Linked DNA regions of Mus musculus: all the other regions are linked to region 3. A link is a contact called in public targeted proximity ligation data. All regions are on one chromosome and are shown on one strand. The core of a region is the stretch at or near the end of the contact, and the rest is flanking DNA. Distances in the headings are between cores, read along the strand shown.

Evidence for each region.
Region 1: a contact with region 3 is called in a targeted proximity ligation map of pancreatic cancer cells. A contact is called at or near these places in 2 of 39 promoter capture datasets (hippocampal neurons and liver) and 2 of 130 datasets of targeted methods (embryonic forebrain and pancreatic cancer cells).
Region 2: a contact with region 3 is called in a targeted proximity ligation map of microglia, with 5 times the contacts expected there. A contact is called at or near these places in 3 of 39 promoter capture datasets (cranial neural crest, embryonic stem cells and hippocampal neurons), 2 of 130 datasets of targeted methods (embryonic stem cells and microglia) and 2 of 9 other capture datasets (adipose tissue and liver).
Region 4: a targeted proximity ligation map of pancreatic cancer cells shows a contact between it and region 3. A contact is called at or near these places in 1 of 39 promoter capture datasets (cranial neural crest) and 1 of 130 datasets of targeted methods (pancreatic cancer cells).

The regions. Positions count from the first base shown.
Region 1 is chr19:10,180,367-10,185,214 of GRCm38.p6, reverse strand. It overlaps Fads1 (fatty acid desaturase 1), which reads right to left and starts at 2,327. Exons shown (of 12, transcript NM_146094.2): 1 at 1,951-2,327; 2 at 178-288. The coding sequence starts at 2,163. It also overlaps the pseudogene Gm50359.
Region 2 is chr19:11,817,958-11,822,712 of GRCm38.p6, reverse strand. Stx3 (syntaxin 3) reads left to right here and starts at 3,310. Exons shown (of 11, transcript NM_152220.2): 1 at 3,310-4,021. The coding sequence starts at 3,992. Gm41810 (a long non-coding RNA gene) reads right to left here. Exons shown (of 2, transcript XR_003952942.1): 1 at 4,373-4,755; 2 at 436-4,060.
Region 3 is chr19:10,893,049-10,897,967 of GRCm38.p6, reverse strand. It overlaps Prpf19 (pre-mRNA processing factor 19), which reads right to left and starts at 2,737. Exons shown (of 16, transcript NM_134129.4): 1 at 2,500-2,737; 2 at 316-465; 3 at 75-151. The coding sequence starts at 2,518.
Region 4 is chr19:10,303,232-10,307,659 of GRCm38.p6, reverse strand. It overlaps Dagla (diacylglycerol lipase, alpha), which reads left to right and starts at 2,783. Exons shown (of 20, transcript NM_198114.2): 1 at 2,783-2,839.

The sequences.
Region 1 (4,848 bases), core at 1,078-3,577, 710 kb after region 3:
TGGTGGGAGGACTGGTGATGGGAGCATCGGTGGTAGTAGCACTGGAACAAGCTCCAGTGGGCTTATTACCCCATGACTACTCAAGACTCCCAAGAACCGTCACCTGTGATCCTATGCAGGCATTTGCCCCCTCTCCCTCCACAACTAAGTCTCCAAACAGCAAACATGGCCTCTCACATTCTTGGTGGGTTCAAAGCTGGGTTGCTCCGGAGCCAGCTCTCCAATCAGAAGAGAGTTCATATACTTTCTCACAAGACCCTTGTTGATGTGGAATGCCACAAAAGGATCCTAAAAATACAGAGAGAAGACAGTGAGGACCCCTGTCTCCCAGGCTCCCAAGGGCCTCACATCAAAGACCATCCTCCAGGTCAACAAGGTTTGCATCAATGCTGATGCAAGGCCTCCTCCCTCCTCCCTACTGTTCTTCCAGATGTCAGTCCCAGATCACCTGGCATTTGGGTTTCCACTGAAAGGGCACTACACCAAAGACTGGAAAGACTCCGCTGAATGCCACAAACACGGACCTGACGAAGCTAGCCTTCATGTCTACAGACACTTGGTGTAGGAATTTAGCACAGGAGAGAAGCAGCTTGCGGGAATAGGTGGGGCTATGAGGTTTTTGTTCCTACAGTACTTTCAACATGTCCCTTTCTTTCTTAGCCAGCTTCTGTTGTGAGGAAGACTCCCTACCTATGCCAGCGCTGGGGAACTCTTCACATTTCTTCCTCCTTTGGGCAGGGTTCCCTATTTCCCTCAACATTCTGACCATTCCCGCTCCGGAATAGTTAATATGGGTTATACAAGGTGGGTGGGAGGGCCTTAGGGAAAAAAAGCTGTAAGCGGAGGTGGAGTCCGTGGTCAGTGGCACCACACATCCAGACCAATCGCTGTCCTTGCCATGAAATCCTAGGCCCCCAAGCCACACAGAATGGGAAGCCTAGACGGAGCGGGTCTGCTCCATCCTTTCATGAACCGGTATAGGAATGCACTGCTGTTTGGATTCTGGGTGGTTACTTCTAGAAACCGGCTCCTTCTAGCCTGGTCGCTAAGGCCCTCCACCTCTAACTTCATGGGCAACTTAATAGGAACCCTGAGGACCCCGGGAGCACGTTAGACTGGCAGACAAGGAGTAAGAGGTCGGAGGGATGGCATTAGGTAGTTAAAAGGGAGATGGACCCAAATGTAGAGACCCAACAGATGACAATCCTGTCAAAGAATGCTCTGTCCTAAGTCATTCCTAGTCCGGCCCTCGCCTCTGAGGGAGGATATGGTCTAAAAAGAGAAAACAGGGCCACTAGACAGAAGCTGGGGTTCGTACTGACTCTTCCTTCAGTAAGCTACAACGGAAAAGGGACGCGACCCCGCGAAGTGTCTAATCGCGCGGGAGCCCTATTCCCTCAATAGTCGACCTCCCTGGCCCAAGTGACCTCGCACTAAGAATCCGAGTACAGTTTTACGACTCCAACTGCAAGCTGTCTTGGACCGGCTCAGGTTCATTACCCTACCCTCCGGGCTTCACAATGTACAGGTGATGCCCAAGCACCGGGTCCTCAGTGTCATCCCTAGCGCAAGCAGTCCTTTCCCACTTCCTTTCCGCTCCGAATCCCAACTTAGGGCCAGTTCTCTAGGTCAGACAAGGCTGTGTTCACCCTCCTAGCCTGGCAGACAGGACGCGACTCCCACTCTCTGCTCAGACTCCTCCTCCCACCACCGGAGGTTGCAAGTACCGTTGAACGGGTGCCTGGAAAGCTCATTCCCTCCTATCCAACCCATGCTTGAGACTCCAGAGGCAAAGCACGGATGTGCAACCAGCCCTTTGTTTGAGTGTGCGTGTCTCCGGCCACCGTCTACCGCTCCGGTCTCTCAGGCGCTTGCATCCCGGGTTCAAAGGCCTCTCTCCCCGCCAATGTCCCTCCCCGAGGTGCAGATGCGCCTATTGTCCGCTCTCACCGTGGCATCCTGACCCGCGTAGTGGCTGATGACCCGGGAGCCCCCCGGGTGGCGGCGGCTGAAGTCGCTGATGTTGTACACCTTCCGGTCGATCACGAGCCATCGCTCCTTCTCCCGCCCGGAGCGCTGCGCCACCTCCTCCCAAGTAAAGTAGCGCGTTTGGCGGAGCTGGGCGGAGGCCGGGCCAGGGGTCGGCACCGGGTCGGGAGCCATAGCAAGCTTGGCGGGGGAAGCTGGAGTCTGAGAGGTGCGCGCTCCGGGCCGCGGGGCAGCGCACGCCAGGCTCGCGAACTAGGGGAGCGTCGGGCTGCCTCGAGCGCGCGCCCGGAGACCGCCGTTCGCGCGCAGGGTTTTCAGCACCCTTGGCGCGGACCGCCGAGCCCCGCGGCGCGAGCTCCCATTGGCTGAGCCGAGTGGCGTGGGGCGCGAGCTCCGCCTCTCTCGGGTAGCAAAGACAGACTCCCCACTCCCCGGAGAGACTCAGGCTACTTCCAGCGGCAGAGACGCGCCCCCTCGCGGGGCCTGAAAGTGGTCTCCAGGCTATTCCACTTCGGAATTTATTTATTTATTTTTTTATTGAGCATGGTAGGGATTGATAGGATAACGGTTCCTTTGAGTGCGTCACAGCTTGATGTAGCTAAGGCGGAGGTCCCAAGGGCGCATAGAAGCTTGGTGTGAACATATAGAAAAGAAAACAGTTCTCATGTTGCTCAGGCCGGCCCCAGACTCACTGTGTAGCTGAGAATGACCTTGAACCTCTGACTCTCCTGAGTTCTGGGTTTACAGGCACTGCTTTCCACGTTCTGTTTCATACAGCAGATTGTGCTAAGGCAAACGTTCTGTCAATTTCCTGCCCCTAGGAAACACGTGACAAATTAAACACAGTGGCTTTAGCAAACAAAACAGCATCCTGACCCAGTAGCCGTTCAGAGATCCCCCTTCCTAGCAAGGTGGGCAGTTAGCATGTGTGGAAAGAAAGAGGACTAACATAAAGAAAGAGACTGATTGGCTACAGTTCCAGGCTTTTGCTCACGTGATAGCCCAACGCTAACAGAAGTCTTGTCTGCTATGATTGGCCGTCACTTTTGACTTACAAGAATATAGTACTTAGGAACACACACACACAATTAACACATGCACGCATGCACACACACACATGCACTAACTAAAATGTGATGATGATGATGATGGTGGTGGTGATGATGATGATGATAACAATACTAATGATAGCTCTATGGTTCAGGAGGAACAGTTGCCTGATGCAAAACCCAGTGACCTGAAATGGATCCCTGGGACCCACAAGATGGAAGGAGAGTACTGACTTCCACAAGTTTTTCTTCTAGCCTACATTGCCTGCAATTCATGGCAGCACACACACACACACACACACGTAAATAAATAAATAAATGCAATTTTAAAAACGATTTTAAAACAAAAATAAAACGAAGAAAGGCCAGCCTTGCCTTCTTTGTATGTAGTTTAACATTTGCAATTAGCTTTAGCATTTTCTATTTCTAGTGATCTTAGTTTCGTATTGTGTTTTGTTGTTATTTTTGTCCCTGGAAGCAGTAGCCCTGGCTGATCTGGAACTCACTGTGATGAACAGATTAGCTTCGAAGTTGCAATGATCGCCCTGCTTTGGCCTCCCAAGTGCTGTAATCATAGGCAAGCACCACTGTGTTTCACTATATTAATTAGAATTATACAGGTTTAGTGGCCTTAATTGTCAGGAGACAGTAGGACGCAATCAATCGTGAAGTTTGTGTGACAGCCTCAGCAGTGGTTACACCAGCAGTGTGTAGACTGGTGAATCTAGCAATCTCTATTTCTGGAAGCATGAGCTTCTTTAGAGCGCCGTTTGCCAACTGTGGCACAGAGCCTGTTCTCTAACAATTCTGTGTATTGTGGGTCTTTCTGCAATAGGGAACTTTACTGGGAACAAAACATCTCTATTCTCCTTGGAGTTTCGCTCTTGCTCTGGCTAAGTGTGAGAACTAAACTGTCTGCACGGACATTCCTCAGCCTCAGTTTCCCGTTCTTGATAATGGTGCTAAACCATTCTGGCATAAGAAGTATTAATTTTATATGAAAAATTTATCTTATATCTTACTACTTAAAATCTTTTAATTTTATTTATTTATTTATTTATTTATTTATTTATTTAGAGTATTTACCTGTGTGTGTCAGTGGAAAAAAACCATACATGCCACAGCCTATATGTAGATATCAGAAGACAAACCTGCGGGAGTCTATTCTCTCCTTCTATCATGTGGGTGTTGGGGACTAAACTCAGGTCATCAGGCTTCTAGGAAGTACCTTTACCTGCTAAGCGGCCTTGCTGTCCCTTTATCACATGTTTTGAACAATTAATGCTTAGATTGCTGTATTAGCTGCTTTTTCCCAGCTGTGCCAAAATACTGACAAGGTGCAGCTTAAGAAGGAGGGTTTAATACGGCTCCTAGTGCGAGGGTAGGCATGGGCATAGCATAGGCAGAAGCCATGGCACCAGCTGTGGCATTCCGAGCTTGCTCACATTCAGGCAAGCCAGGAGACAGATAAGAGGACTGCTCACATTCCGATGCCTTTCTCCTTTACCCACTTGAGTTCAGGATCCCATAGAATTGTGCCACTTACTTTCAGAGCAGTCCTTCCCTCTTCTGGCAGTCCTCTCTGGGAAACCCTTCACGGACACCCCCAGAGGTGTGTCCCCTGGGCGAGGGTGATCCATCAAGTCAATACTGATGAAGAGTCACCATCGTCATGGCTTACAAAGATGGTATGTTAAAATGCTAGCCATCATCATGGATTTTTTTTTTTTTTAAAGATTTATTTATTTATTTATTTATTATATGTAAGTACACTGTAGCTGTCCTCAGACACTCCAGAAGAGGGAGTCAG
Region 2 (4,755 bases), core at 2,061-4,560, 920 kb before region 3:
TGGGTAGAGAAGGGACACTGGGAAAAGAAATGAGACTGGGGGTGTGGGGTTTGCCAGGGGACATGGGGGTGAATGGAGGGAGGTGAACAGAGTGGAGCAGAGAGGGAGAGCTGGCCAAGTGGTGGGATATAGTGCCAGGATTAGTGGGTTAGAGACAGTCCCAGCTGAAAGGCCTAAGCTTTAAAATATTAAAAAGCCTCTGTGTCTTTATTTATTTTGCTGGCGGGTCCAAGCTATAGATTGCTTTGAGTTTTTCTCCATTTATGTTGGTGTTAGCTATGGTTTTGCTGTAAACTGTCTTTATTATGCTTAGATGTGTTCCTTGTATCCCTAATCTCTCTAGAAGTTTTATCATGAAGAGGTGTTAAATTTTAGTTTATTTGTAAGGTGGATTATAGTTACTGATTTTTGTATATTGAACCATCGCTGTATCTCTGGGATGAAGCCGACTTAATTATGGTGAATGATTTCTTTTGATGTGTTCTTGGATTCAGTTTGCAAGTATTTTATTGAGAATTTTTGCATCTATGTTTATAAAGAAATTGGAATGCAATTCTCTTTCTTTGTATGTCTTTATTGGTAACGGTGGCCTCAATGAACTGGGCAATGTTTCTGTTTCTATTTTGTGGAATGATTTGAAGAGGAGTGGCTTAACTATTTTTTCAAAGTGTGGTAGGATTCTGTACTCAAACCATTTGGCCTTGGGCATTTTTTGGTTTAGAGACTTTAATTACTGCTTCATTTTCACGAGGGTAATAGCTTTGTTTTAGTTGCTCATCTGATCTTGATTTGAGTTTGGTGAGTGGCATCTATTGAGGAAATTAATCATTTCTTTTACATTTTCCAATTTGGTGGAGTGCATTTCCTCAGTGTCTGTTGTTATGTCCCCCTTTTCATGTCAAATTTTGTTTATTTGAATACTCTCTGCCTTTTTTTTTAAATTTGGATAAGAGTTTATCAATCTTATTGATTTTTTTTCAAAGAACCAACTTTTGTTTCATTGATTCTCTGTATTGTATTGTATTTGTTTCAGCCCCGAGTTCGATTATTTATTAACATGTACCCCCTTTGGGTGTAATTTCTTTTCTTTTCTTTTTTCTTTCTTTCTCTTTCTTTCTCTCTTTTTTTGTTCTAGAGTTTTTAGATGTGCTGCTACGTAATTAGTTTGAGATGTCTCCAATTTCTTTTAAGTATATGTACTTAGTGCTATGTGTTGGGTAGATTCCCTCAATTCTAAGAATAGAATGAATATTCTAAGGGTGGTGGAATTCAAGACATCCAATTTTAGAAACACCTTAGGTTTGTCCCTCCTCCCCGCCCCCTGCCATTCATTGTTTTTTGAGACAATGTCTTTCACTGGCCTGGCGCTCACAGCTAGGTAGATCTGGCTGGTAAATCTCAGGGATCCACTGTTTCTACTTTCCCAGTTCTGGAATTACCAGTATGTGCCACTGTGTTTGATTATTATTATTATTATCATTATTATTATTATTATTATTATTATAAGTTCTGGGAATTGAACTCCGGTCCTCATATTTGTGGAGGAAGCACTTTACTGACTGAGCTATCTCTTAAGCTCTGACTTATGTTTTTTTTTTTTTTTTTAAGTGTCTGGATTAAGGCAAGAAGTAATAGGGAAGAAAACTTGTTCTGTATAATAACTTTTTAACAGAGCTGGTACCATTCAGTCATGGAAGGTACTACCTTGGGAGTATACAGAAAAACTGAGCAAATTAAAATGACCAGTGACCACTAACAAAAAGCTGTTCCATGCTATGTATCCTATGGTGGCCTTATCTAATGCACCTTTCTGATTCTATAATAGTCTGTGACTTTCATTGTATCACAGCTATTGTCCAGCTATGTAAATTAGATATCGGTAGTAAGCAGAGTGCTTCTATTCATGGAGATTATAAGGACTTAGTGTACAGGAGAAGCACGGTTTCTTCTCCCATCCCCAGAGCTAGTTTTGCATCAAGTAACCTATTCATGCCAGCCTTCCTGCTGTTTGTCTGTGGATCTGAATGAGTTTAACCTCTTACTGGTTGCTTCACTAATAAGCTAAAACATTAAAATATATTCATTTTATATTTGCATGAGAGTCACAATTTTTTCCCTGTTGAAATCAATTATATCCTTTAAAATAATTTGCTGGGACTTAAAAAAATTTTTTTTTTACTTGTATGAATGTTTTTGCCTGCATTATGTCTGTATACCACATGTGTGTAACCTCTGCAGAGCCCAGAAGAGGGCGTTGCATCCCCTGGAACTGTGTGTCACCATGTGGATGCTGGGAATTGAACCCAGGTCCTCCAGTCAGTGTTCTTTACTGCAGGGCCGTTTTTTGCAGCCTAAAATCAATCGCGTCTTAACTGGAATCCTTTGTTCTTGCTTCAAAATGAATCCATCCTCCTTCCTCACTTCTGTCCAGATTTCAGACGTCCACACTTCGAGAGTTTTTCACTGTAACCCCTCTTACTGGAGAGGTTGAAACAGGAGAATGGCAAGTTCAAAGCTTGCCTGGGCAATTCAGGGAGATTCTGTCTGAAAGGAGAAAACCTAAGGGCTGATGCTAGAGAATGAGCTCGGTGGCGGAAGGTTTTCCAAGTGTTTGCTGGGCTGGGGTGGGGGTGTTCAAGCCCTAGCTGTAGGGTTACGACCACCAGGGGGCGTGGAAACTTTCGCAGTCCTCGCTGGGCCAGCGTCAGGACAGGAGCCGGAGGTCAGATAGAGGATTAGAGTTGATTACCGCATAGTTGGCTCTAACAGCTCAAGCCCTGCCTTACTTGACTACCTTTATGGCAGCGGAGGAAGTCAGTAGGAGCGTGCACATCGCAGAGGGTAAAGTCCGGTTATAATTAGAAAGTATCTATGGCCTTTAAGATTGAACACAAAGTCGAGGATACTTCTCGAACTTGAGACCAAGTCTTCACTAGCGCCAATTGTTGACCACTACTCTGGTCGATACGCCATTTGTTATCCCCAAATCAAATACGGAGGGGAAGGGAATAGGGGCACCGTTGAAGAGGAAGGGCAGTGAGAAGAACCACACTTTTCTAAAAATTCTTCAAATCCCAGGGCTCTTGACAGCAAGGAGGAGAGAGGTGGGCTTAAGTTTTCCAAATCAAACAAACGTCTTTATCCTACAACTCTGCCCGGTAGTTAAAAGTCAGTTGCTTCTTTTCTCGTACAGGCTAAGCAGAAAATTGCTAAGCAGCCTCTGATTTATATAGCTATGGAAACGGACTCTCCTAGATTCCCTCAAGTTATTCAAATTGTTAGTAAAAGGTGACTGGACCGCCTACACGACTTCGAGAGGCCCCACAACCACTAGCATCATAATCCCCAAATTCCTCGCCGCAGCCCGATCCAGGGCATCTCATCTGCAGTTACGCCCTACGGGAACAAGTCTCTGAGCCCGAACCGCACAGATTTTATACCCAACAGGTCCCTTCTTTAAGGCGGAATATCTCTTGAGCATCATCGGAACGTTTTCCCTCATCAAAGGGAGCAGGAACCAGCTTGTCTTCAACCTGAGGAGTCCGCAGAGGGCCGAACAATAAGAACAGTGCGGAAAATACGGAATCGAAGCCAGACAGACCACCCCCGCCTTTTTTTTTTTTTTTTTTTGTTTCTGCCTTTCGAGGGGCATGGGAAGGTGTGCCCGGAATGCTTCCGGCGCTGGAGCGCGCTGGCCCTTTAAGCAGGAGCTCGGGGAGCGGCCCAGGTATGGGGCGGGCCCAGGGGCGGGCGAGCCCTGAGCCGGCGCGGTCTCGTAGCCGGATTTGGAGCGCGGCGCCGGCGGGGGCCGGAGGGGGCGGCGCGGCGGACCTCGGTGGCCTCGGACGCTCCTCCTCGAGAGCGGCCGCCGCCCGCCTCCGCCCGCTCTAGCAGCTCTCTCGCCCCGGCCGGCAGCCGCCGCCGCTCCAGGCCGCTCACTTGGGACGCGCTCACCTGAGACAAGGCGCCCGCCGCCCTCACCTGGGCCAGGATGAAGGACCGGCTGGAGCAGCTGAAGGCCGTGAGTCCGCGGCGCTTGGGGGATCAGGCGGGCCCCGGGCTGCGGGGATCGGTCATCAGGATAAGTGGCGTGGGAGAGGGGCTTCTCCTAGTTCCCCTAACCCAGGCCGCAGGGGTGCTCTGCGCGCTAGGCCTCCCTCCGCCCAAGCCCCCGCCTCATCCCGCGGAGCTTTGCACCCTCCCCTCCCCTGCAGGGTCATGTGCTCGGTGATTCATCACCTAGCTGCGATTTCCCTGGACGCCCGTAACCCTCTTACCCCTTCTCCCCCAAAGCTGGACAGGGTTCCTCCAGAGCTGGACCCACTCGGGGACTTGAAATCAGCGGGGCTAATGGAGAAGTCAGGGGGCTCACCTCACCAGCTGTCTTCTGCCGCCTGGCACTGTGCCCCAAACCGGCCTCCTCTCCTTTCTATTTCCCTCCCGGAGCACCGGGCAGGGCTACTCCATCCCCGGAGTAGTTGAGAGTTCCGGGTGACTTCCGGAGCGGTGAGCCTGTTAGGTGCTGAGATGGCACCCCTCTTCCCATTCAGTGGTCTGTAATTATTTTGTCTTGTACCCCCGGAGACAGCTGTGGTCGTCTGCCGCACAAAAGCTGAAAAGCTTAGGTCACTTACTCTTTTGAGCCTATTTCCTTGTCGGTCAAGGGAGAATCTTCCTTCCTTATAGGTCTGTTATGAAGGTTGAATGACATAATGGGATTGATATAGGGAAGTGCTGAAGCATCAATTTTTGGAG
Region 3 (4,919 bases), core at 1,488-3,987:
GAGGGAGGAGGGAGGCCCCATCTTTTCAATCCCCAGGTCCTAGCCCAGAGGTGCATTCTTTTCACAGAACTCACCCACTCATCCTGCAAGGCTTTCAGAATGGCTGGGATGCTGGTGGCGGAGGGAGGCTTGGGTCGGATTGGGTGAGCAACTGCCAAGAGAGGCAGCAAAGTAGGTATGAAGAACTAGAACCCAGGGAACTCTCCCCCACCACCCCCACCCCCAGCCACCATCTTCTCCACCAGATTGGCTCCACCCCCCACCGGTGAAGGCTGAGCTGAGCTGGCCTTGGACTTGAGGCTACTGGGCAGGCACCTTTGATGTCGATGAGCTGCTCCTCTGAGAGAGGCTGGTTGTTGATAGGATCTGTGCCATTCTCTGCAATGTACTTCTCAATGAGTCGCCGCTCATACACATGATTAGAGACAGGGGACACGCACGGGTGCTCTGGCACTTCATTGGAGACTATAGAGAAAGACAGGTAGTGAGAGTGAGCACAGGAGAAAAGGAGACGTGGGCAGAGGAGATTCTTCATTGTGTCAGCCCCAACAAGACCATGTCCTCCTAGTCAGCTATCAGGAAGCAAGGTCTGTGACAGCAAGCCTGCCCGTACTTGGTCCTACAATGCTCGCCAACTACTTAGCTAAATTCTCTGGTCTGCTGATAATAAAAGTCAATAAATAATAACTGCCCAGATCCTATGTGCCAGTACTGTACAGAGTGGTCAGTAAGTCCTGCCCATCTCATTTTTGAACCGAGATGGACAGAGAAGCACACAGAGCACAACTCAAACCTGTCATCCAGTGGGAGCCCTAGACAGATCAACAGGAGAAATTCCGAAGCAACGTGACAAGTACTGATAAAATGAAAACAAGCAAACAAAGAGCTCTGCTACTACATGCCAAGCAAGATTCTATTCTAAGCGCTTGACAGAATAGTCTGTGTACCCTTGAAGATGGCCGTTACAGCTGTCACTGACCTCCAGGACAATGCAGATACTAAGCTGACACTTGATAAACATCATAACAGGGTAAATGAGTGCAAAAGTCCCGGGGCCCAGAAAAGAATATTCCAAAGTACGAAGCCTTGAGCATGCTTAACTACCAAAATAAAAAATAAAGAAATGAAGGCCCCAAAAGCAGGCTTAAAACCAAGGTCTCTCTGACCTTCTCAGACTTGTTTCTCTACCTTCCCCTAAACAGGGTCAACTGGTTCACTTTAGCAGACAAGTGGAAGCTACCTCCACATCAGACTCTTCTGAAAGCTGCTCTAAGATAGCGACTTGTCACATCACAAAACAGCTCTTATTCACCACACAATTCTATTCAGCCTCCCATAGGTTGTGAGTCACCATCCTAAGGTTCAAGCTCCTATTCTTCTCCGTGGCTTCTCTTAGAATCACCTATTTTTGCAGGACTCCCATGCATGTGTTATTAAGTATGGATTTGTGCCATATTTAAAACCCGTATCTTGTACACGGCCTTCCTGTCCTATTCTGTTGGTTTATCACACTACTCGACGACTAAAGCTTTCTGGGAGCTTTCCCTCTTCTACCAGAGGAAGGATAGCCCTGGGCACGTAAGAGTGTGGTCTCAAAGATGGAAAGAAAACAAATCGTTTGTAAATACTTTGCAAACTGCAATTTCTCTAGTATGAGATTTCCTTTTCTGCTTGTCATTTCCCTCCTCCTTTTCCTTCTTTGAACTAATGGCAACGTTCTGAGAGGGAAATAGAGAAGGCGAGGAATCTAGTAACGTGGTAAACAATATGGGAGAACACCCGCAATGCCGTAATACAACACCCCAAGACAGGACAGCATAGTGCACGGGAAAACCATGGATCCAGGCTCAAAGAGCCAAGCTCCACTGCTTAGCTTCCTCGCACACCCCTAGGTAAACCCATTCTTCAAGACTTCCGACACCCTCTGTAACTCACGGATCTTTATTTCCCTTCAGACAATTCTTGTAAGCATAAAATGAGATCACCGTTTGGAAATGCATCGTAAATCAATACAGGTTTTCTAAACATTCGCTGTTTTCATTAGTCATACTGCGCGAGGCTAGAAGCCAGACACCTGGCTTCCAGCCCTGTCTCGAAGTCACTGCGTGATCTCTGCAAATCGGAAAGTCCGATTCCTAAGCGAGGTTTCCCAAGCAATGCCCACTGCAATGCTTTCAATTTTGCAGATGGGGAAACTGAGGCCCAAACCCGCTAGAGCCCAGATCACAATTGGAGGCGGATCCTGGGCATGTCCTCGGGTTTTTTGACACCAAGAGCTGTTTTTCACTGCACCAGCTCCTCCCCCCCACTTCTGCTCAGGCCTGTCTCAGCTCTGTAAAACGACGCCGGTTTCAAAAGACCCCTGAGACAGTCATTCTTCCCAGCTACGTGAATTGCGCAGCCCTGCGCAAATGCACCCTGCACGCAGGGCCGGGAGCTCCAGGGCCCGAGCCACAGGGGCCACACACGCTCCCGCCTCCCGCCGCAGCCAGCACTCACTCGAGCAGATCAGGGACATGGCGCCGTCGTAGCGCTGCTGCCAGTCGCCTCACAGAGGGTTCCCGGTTCTCTGCAGCCTCCGCGGGCCACTTCCGGTCCCCCGCCGCTTCCGGAGCGCTCGGACGCGGGTAGACAGCTGCCCAGCGTGGCGATGCTCGCACAACTGCTTCACGTGGGGAGGTGGCCGGTGGCGCGCCTCAGCCTTCTGCAGCTAACGGAAACTGCCCTTTCCCAGCATGCAACCGAGCAGGAAAAGGCCCGCCTCGAAACACTCGGCTGTTTCCGCATTGGCTCGGCTTCTTCCGGCGAGCGCTCCAAGAGGCCTGAGGCGGGAAGGAGAGAAGAAACTACATTTCCCATGAGGCTGCGGGGACCGCCAAGGCTCTTTTTTTTTTTTTTTTTTTTAGATGGAGCTGCTGTCACCTAGGGAACACTAGTCTTTGAAATGGTCGTGTGCAAGACAGATTTTTCAGGAGCTTGTAAAAGTGCAGATTCCTAGAGTCTGCCTTAGAGAGTCTGTAGGCATGATTCGGAGACCTGTGTTCCTTGGCCGGCTTTTGAGAAACAATGTGACCCTGTAAATAAAGCACAAATGAGTAAAGAAACTAACACTGCCTAAATTCTTGCTCTGGAAATATGGGCAAGCCAATGACTTCGTTGCCTGCTACGTTTTAAATATAGTCTGTTTTGTAAACTCAAGGGAATTTAGTTCCCAGCGTCTTATGTGTACGTTTAAAAGAATGGAAATTTGATGGGTGTGTTTGCAGAAGTCTTTAAACACAGGCACTGGGCTTCAGAGGCAGGCAGATCTCGGAGTACAAGTCCAACCTGGTTATATAGTGAGCTCCAATCCAGGGCAGTCAGAGCTGTGTAGAGAGAACATGTCTCAATAAGCAACCAAACAGTAAGAGTGGAAAGTTAGCACGACTATGGTGTTTTTCTGTGGTTTTGTTTTTGTTTTTTTGAGACTGGGTTTGTGTGTGTGTGTGTGTGTGTGTGTGTGTGTGTGTGTGTGTAGCCCTGGCTGTCCTGGAACTCAGTCTGCAGATAAGGCTGGCCTCAAACTCAAAGATCTTCCTGTCTCTGCCTTTTGAGTGCTGAAATCAAAGGTGTGTGTCATTACTATCTAGCTTAACTGTGGAATGTAGAGGTGGGATCTTTAGAATAAGACATTACAAGAATCCTGGTGGAGTTCATATAGGGAAAGAAAGAGTGAACAGGCACAAATGAACCAGTTGACTTCCATGGCAATGTGACACCAGCAAGGAAGAGGCCCTAGACATTGCCCACGTCATTCTCTTTGAACCTTGTGCTTCTAGAAATTTGAGCAAGGAGAACCCTCTTTTCTTTAAAGTAGCCTACCTCAGGTGTTTTGTTATAATAACAGTTCCCTGCCTCCTGCCAACTTCTTTTGTTTTCTCTACTAAAGACCGGACCAGATCGGCTACCAAGCCTGATACCCGAGTTCAGTCCCCAAGACACCCCCCCCACACACACACACACACAAGCACACACAGTAAAATAAATAAATAGGCTAGGCCTGGTGGCACATTGAGAGTAAGTAAATAAACTAAAATGGTATCAGTCATAATGGAGTTCTATGGTAGCAAATTAAAACTAGCTTTCTAACCTTCTAAGAAATCAGGACAGACAGAGGCAATGGCCACATGTCCTAGCCCTGCCAATCACAGCAAGCATGGTAACTATGTTCTGCCTGCCTTGGTCCTTATGAAAAGTACACTGGAGAAATCTGACCTATCAACCAGTCAGATCTCTGCACTTCCCTCTTTGTCTCCTAGCCTCCCAAGGAAAACATGCTCAGGCCTTCTCTTTTGTTTTATTTCTGCTTCCTGTCTAGGGAATGACTCCCCTCCGAGGCATCAAGACACACTTTGGCTCATGGAATGAGGTGTTGCCCAATTCTACAATCACAAAATATAGCCAACATAAATCTTTAATGTGATCTAATTGGTCTAAGAGACAGAAATGAGATGAAGAAAGAAACGCTGACATAGGCTGGGCAGTGGTGGCGCACGCCTTTAATCCCAGCACTTGGGAGGCAGAGGCAGGAGGATTTCTGAGTTCGAGGCCAGCCTGGTCTATAGAGTGAGTTCTAGGACAGCCAGGGCTACACAGAGAAACCCTGTCTTGAAAAAAACAAAAAAACAAAAACCAACTGCTGACATAGATTACAGTCTGTGGAATGATGGGCACATAAACAAGAAGAAAGTTCCAGATGGGTAGGTGCTCTAAATAAAAGATAAATTAGAGCGGGTTGAGAAGGTGGTACTGGGGTTGGAGGGGTGACTACTTTAGCAGGGTATGAAAAAGGTATGCATGCCCACTGGGGAGATGATGTTTGTTTTTAGCACGTAAATTTTATTTTAGTGTGTATGTGGATGCATGTGCCACAGCCCATG
Region 4 (4,428 bases), core at 1,534-4,033, 590 kb after region 3:
TGGCCTTGGGACCACACCAGGACAGACAGACCCCAGAGTGTGTGTGTTCAGAGCCAGCCACCCTTTGTGGCTGTTCCTTGCCAAGGGTATCAGAAGTAGGAGTAGAAGGGCTGGGCAGATGGCTCCTTTGGCAACATGCTTAGCAAACATGCGGACTTGAGCTTAGATCCCCAGGATTCATGTAAAATCCAGACAGAAGCCGGGCATGGTGGCCCATGGAGAAGCAGAGGCAGGAAGATCTTTGTGACTTTGATGCCAACTTGGTCTACATAGTGAGTTTCCAGGACAGGCAAGCCTAAATAGAGAGGCTCTGTCTGGAAATGGCCCGGCGCCAGGGAGACAGAGACAGGAGGATTCCTAGTGCTCACTAGCCAGCCAGTCCAGCCAGTCAGTGAGTTAGAGAGTCCTGGTCCAGTGAGAGACAGTGTCTCAAAGAATAAGATAGATAAGGTAGACAGTAACACAAACACACACACACACAGAATGAGACAGACAGACTCCAGAGACCCTATGCACTGCCACTGAAGGCCTTGAAGGATTAAGACTTAGGTCAGCCTGCTAGCCAAATGAGACATGGCCAGAAGGCAAAGAGGACTAAGGAGTCAGAGGTAGGAAGTCATGGACTCCTTCCAGGAGTTCAAAAGCAGCTGCAAAAATAATGCCTGCAGCCTCTACCTGTGCTTCCTTGTTCCTCAGTCACATTGCTGAATTCTAAATAATTAACTAATTCCTTTTGTCTGTTTGGGGGTTGGTGATTGCACCCGGGATCTCATGTATGCTCAAAATAGAGCATTAGATGTTTAGTGTCTGATGGGAATGATCAAGATTGAAATCGCTTTTTCTTACCTTTCCCTTTCCCCTTTCCCCTAGTTTCACAATGACAATTTCCCAAACTTTCACATGCACAGAGATCCCCTGAGGGTTTTGTAATCAAGCTAAGATCTTGGGTCTGAGGCTCGGAATTTCTAGTAAGCTTCCCTACGGCATGTCCTTGTCCGTGTCACATACCTAGCTGAAAGAGTTCAGAGATTATGTTAGTAGCAGTGAATAATCCTGGTGTGGGATGCCCTACATGGGGCTCACTGATGCAGCTGACCAAGAACAGGACATCACCTTGAGAATCCCAGTAGTATTAGCCTCCCACATTATAGAACTGGTCAGAACTGGTTTGTCGAGGATTGGATACATGGGGATGATGATGATGGTGATGGTGGTGATGATGATGGTGTGTGTGTGTGTGTGAGTGTGTGTGCGAGTGTGTGTGTGTGTGTGTGTGTGTGTGTGGAACTTGTGTAGTTTTCTATGTGCCGGACAGCTAAGGGGTAGACTGTAGTAGACTATTTAGGGATGGCCACGTGGGCATGCTTTCTCCATTAGGAACTTTGGTGAGTAAGGAAAAGAGCTGATTTTGCAGAGTCCTTTCTGCCTGGCATCAGTTGATCTACCATGGTTCACAGGACCAATATAATTCTTTCTTCCAGGTGTCTGGGACTTTGAAGCAAGAGATATTATCTCCAACTGTGTGGTTTGAATGGACCATGACAATCTAGAGATAACGTCCCTGAACCCAGGCCTCCCCAGATTTCTGAACTTCCTGAGACATCGGGAGCTCCTCTCCAGGAATTCTTGAAGTGCTCATATTTGTTCCCCAAATCCATTTTCTTTACCTAAGCCAGAGCTTATCTTTGCAATAACCGTAGATGCTACCGAATTGCCTGGCGAGGGGCTGAACTCTGCAACGAGGAGAAGTCTGTCCCGGATGCAGGGTTTCACTTTCAGTCAGATGTCCACCTATGTCCTCCAGGCCTACAGAACAAGTCAATCATCCTGACGTCATTCTCAGAATGACGTCTGAGCCCAGGAAACATTTCACACGCTTGCTTTCTGCGTTACTTTCCTTTCGACCTCTCATATCTTTCTGCTCGACTTTGGAGACTTAACTGATTGCATCATCATGACCGCTAGATCCAATCTTACCTATGACCCCCTGTGCAGCTGCAGCTCTTAGCTTAGCCCCCATGTGACCTGATATCTCTAAGGGCAAGCCTGCTCCCACCCACTCCCCAGACTCAACCCAGAACACCAGCATAGCTGTGTCCCTGCCAAAAAGCAGCTTTCAGGAAGGCGAGTTGAGCGACTTGCGCATGAATGGATGGGCGTGTGTGAAGGAGAACAGGAGGGGCGATTTTCTTCATTTATCAGAAAATCAAAATTGATCAAACTCCCCTTTTGCTGTCAGGCACTATGCTGGGTGTTGAGGAGGGTGAGAGTAGGGGGGAAGAGGAGGACATAGATAAAGATGTGTCCCAACTCCTCAAGACGCTGCTAGGTCCCCTGAAGGAGGTGGAACCCATCTCTCTCCTTTCCTCCCCCAAACAAACCAGTTCTCCGGTGATCCTACTTGCTATTTTTCATCTCCCACGCTAAACCCTGTCACGCGGGACCTGAAGGAGGGGAACCCAAGCAGCTACCGTGCCCCTGTTCAGTGCCCACGGTCCAACCCCTTTCGTCTGCCCACGGAACCCCCGTGGAGGCCTCAGCCCCGCGCCCACCGCCCCCACGCGCGGGGATCCAGGGCTCCACCACCTCGGGCCTGCGCGCCTCTCCCCTCCCTGGCGCTAGGGGGCGCTGCCGCCCCACGGCCGTCGCCATGGTCACCGCTGGCGGCGGAGTGGGGTTTACGTAAAGGACGCAGCGTCCCCCGGGGGGCGGAGGCGGCCTTCGCGCCGGCGCCGGCGCCCTGCGGAAGCAACGTTAGTGAATAGGGGCCTTGGGGAGCCCAGGATGGAGGTGGCGGTCGCAGTGGCCGCGGCGGGCCGAGCCCTGCGGCGGGCCGGAGGTAAGGGGGCCCGGGCCGAGTCCCGGGCGCAGGAGCTCTGCGAGCGGCGTGGCGGGCTGGGCAATGTCCACTGCGCGCGGTGGCCGGTCCGACAGGTCCGCGGGCGGAGGTGCGGCTGCCACGCGCGCTCGTGGCAGGTGTGAGGTCCGCGGAGCCCCGGGCCACCGGCGTGGGGATGGTGACACGCATGGCACGGGCGTGGGCAACGTGGATACAGCACGGGCAGCGTGATTTTTCCTGGCGAGGGTGTCAGAAGACTCACCCCCGCCTTGGTGTAGCGGTGGCCGCCCAGGTGTGAGGAGGGTGCACCCTCTGTACAGGAGGGCGATGCACGCAGCTGGTGCTGGTGGGTGGCCAGCTGATGCTGGGCCGTGATGGTGCGGTGGGCATGGGTGTGAGAAAGTGCTGCCATTGCTTGGATGTTGGTTGGCATGGTTCTGGCCTTGGGCTTGACATGGTTTGGAGTGATGGTCCTGGGGGCTTAAAGAATCAATGTCCTGGGCATGACTAGTGGCTCCGGCCCTGCTGTGAGAAATGGCCTTGGCTTAGCGCAGTGCCCTGGAATGACTAATACTGTGAGGGAAGACAGGTGGCCCTCAGACCCTGGTAAATAAGAGGGTAAATACCCACCCTTACAGGGAGATCAGTAGGGGCGACGTCTCTGTCATGGGGCTCAGCATTAATGCCTGTTGGTGTGCTGGCCTTGGGGCAGAAGGCTGGAAGAAGGTTGGTGTTTTTTATGATGGATGAGAATAAGAGACACCATGTGTCTACCATGAGGTTCTTGGTTGCTGTCCCAGGTAGAGCTCTGCTCAGTTATGAACCTTTACCTGGCTCATGAGTCCTCCCCCATTTGGAGGAAGATGGGAGGAATAGGTGGTTCTCACTGGTGGTCCTTGTTTCTGATTATAGGAGACTCAGAAGGGTATAGAGAAGTAGCCCAGGCTACGTCGTCCCTGGGCCCTTCCTTTCACTTGGTTGATGGCGGTGCTACTGGGTTTCTGGGAATTGTATCTTTTGGGCTGCGTGGAAGATGGTTCTGTGGCTACTGGGAGTGTTTGGAGATTGCATATATCCTAACTAGTCTTCTGAGAAGCTTTGGAGAAGGTCCCCCATCTCTCTATCTCTTTCCTTCCCTCCCTCCCTCTATCTCTCCCCCCTCCCAGCCCCCATCTCCTTCCTCCTCTCATTGCCACATGATGTCCCACTTCACAGAGCATCAGTGGGCAGACCCCTAGAGACGTTGAAGACTTCAGGGTGTTATGGGTTTCTTGGGGGGGAAGGCACAGAAGTAGAAGCAAAGAGCTGAGCTTTGCATGAGAAGGGTGTTTCTTTGCCAACATGGGTGCTTGGAGAAGCCTCCCTCCTTTGAGGGAACTGAGTTAAGTTCCCTAAAGCTGACATGTTGTCCACTGTCTTTAGAGCCAGATAACTTGAATTCCAGTCTTTGGCTGTGTGACCTTGAGCTGGTGTTGTTACCTTTAAGAGTCACTTCACACAGTGATCCCAGTGGTCCCAGAATGAAGGAGACTGTGCGTGGAGAATTCTATAAGCAGCAAGAGGCTATACGAAGGTCAGGGATTTCCATC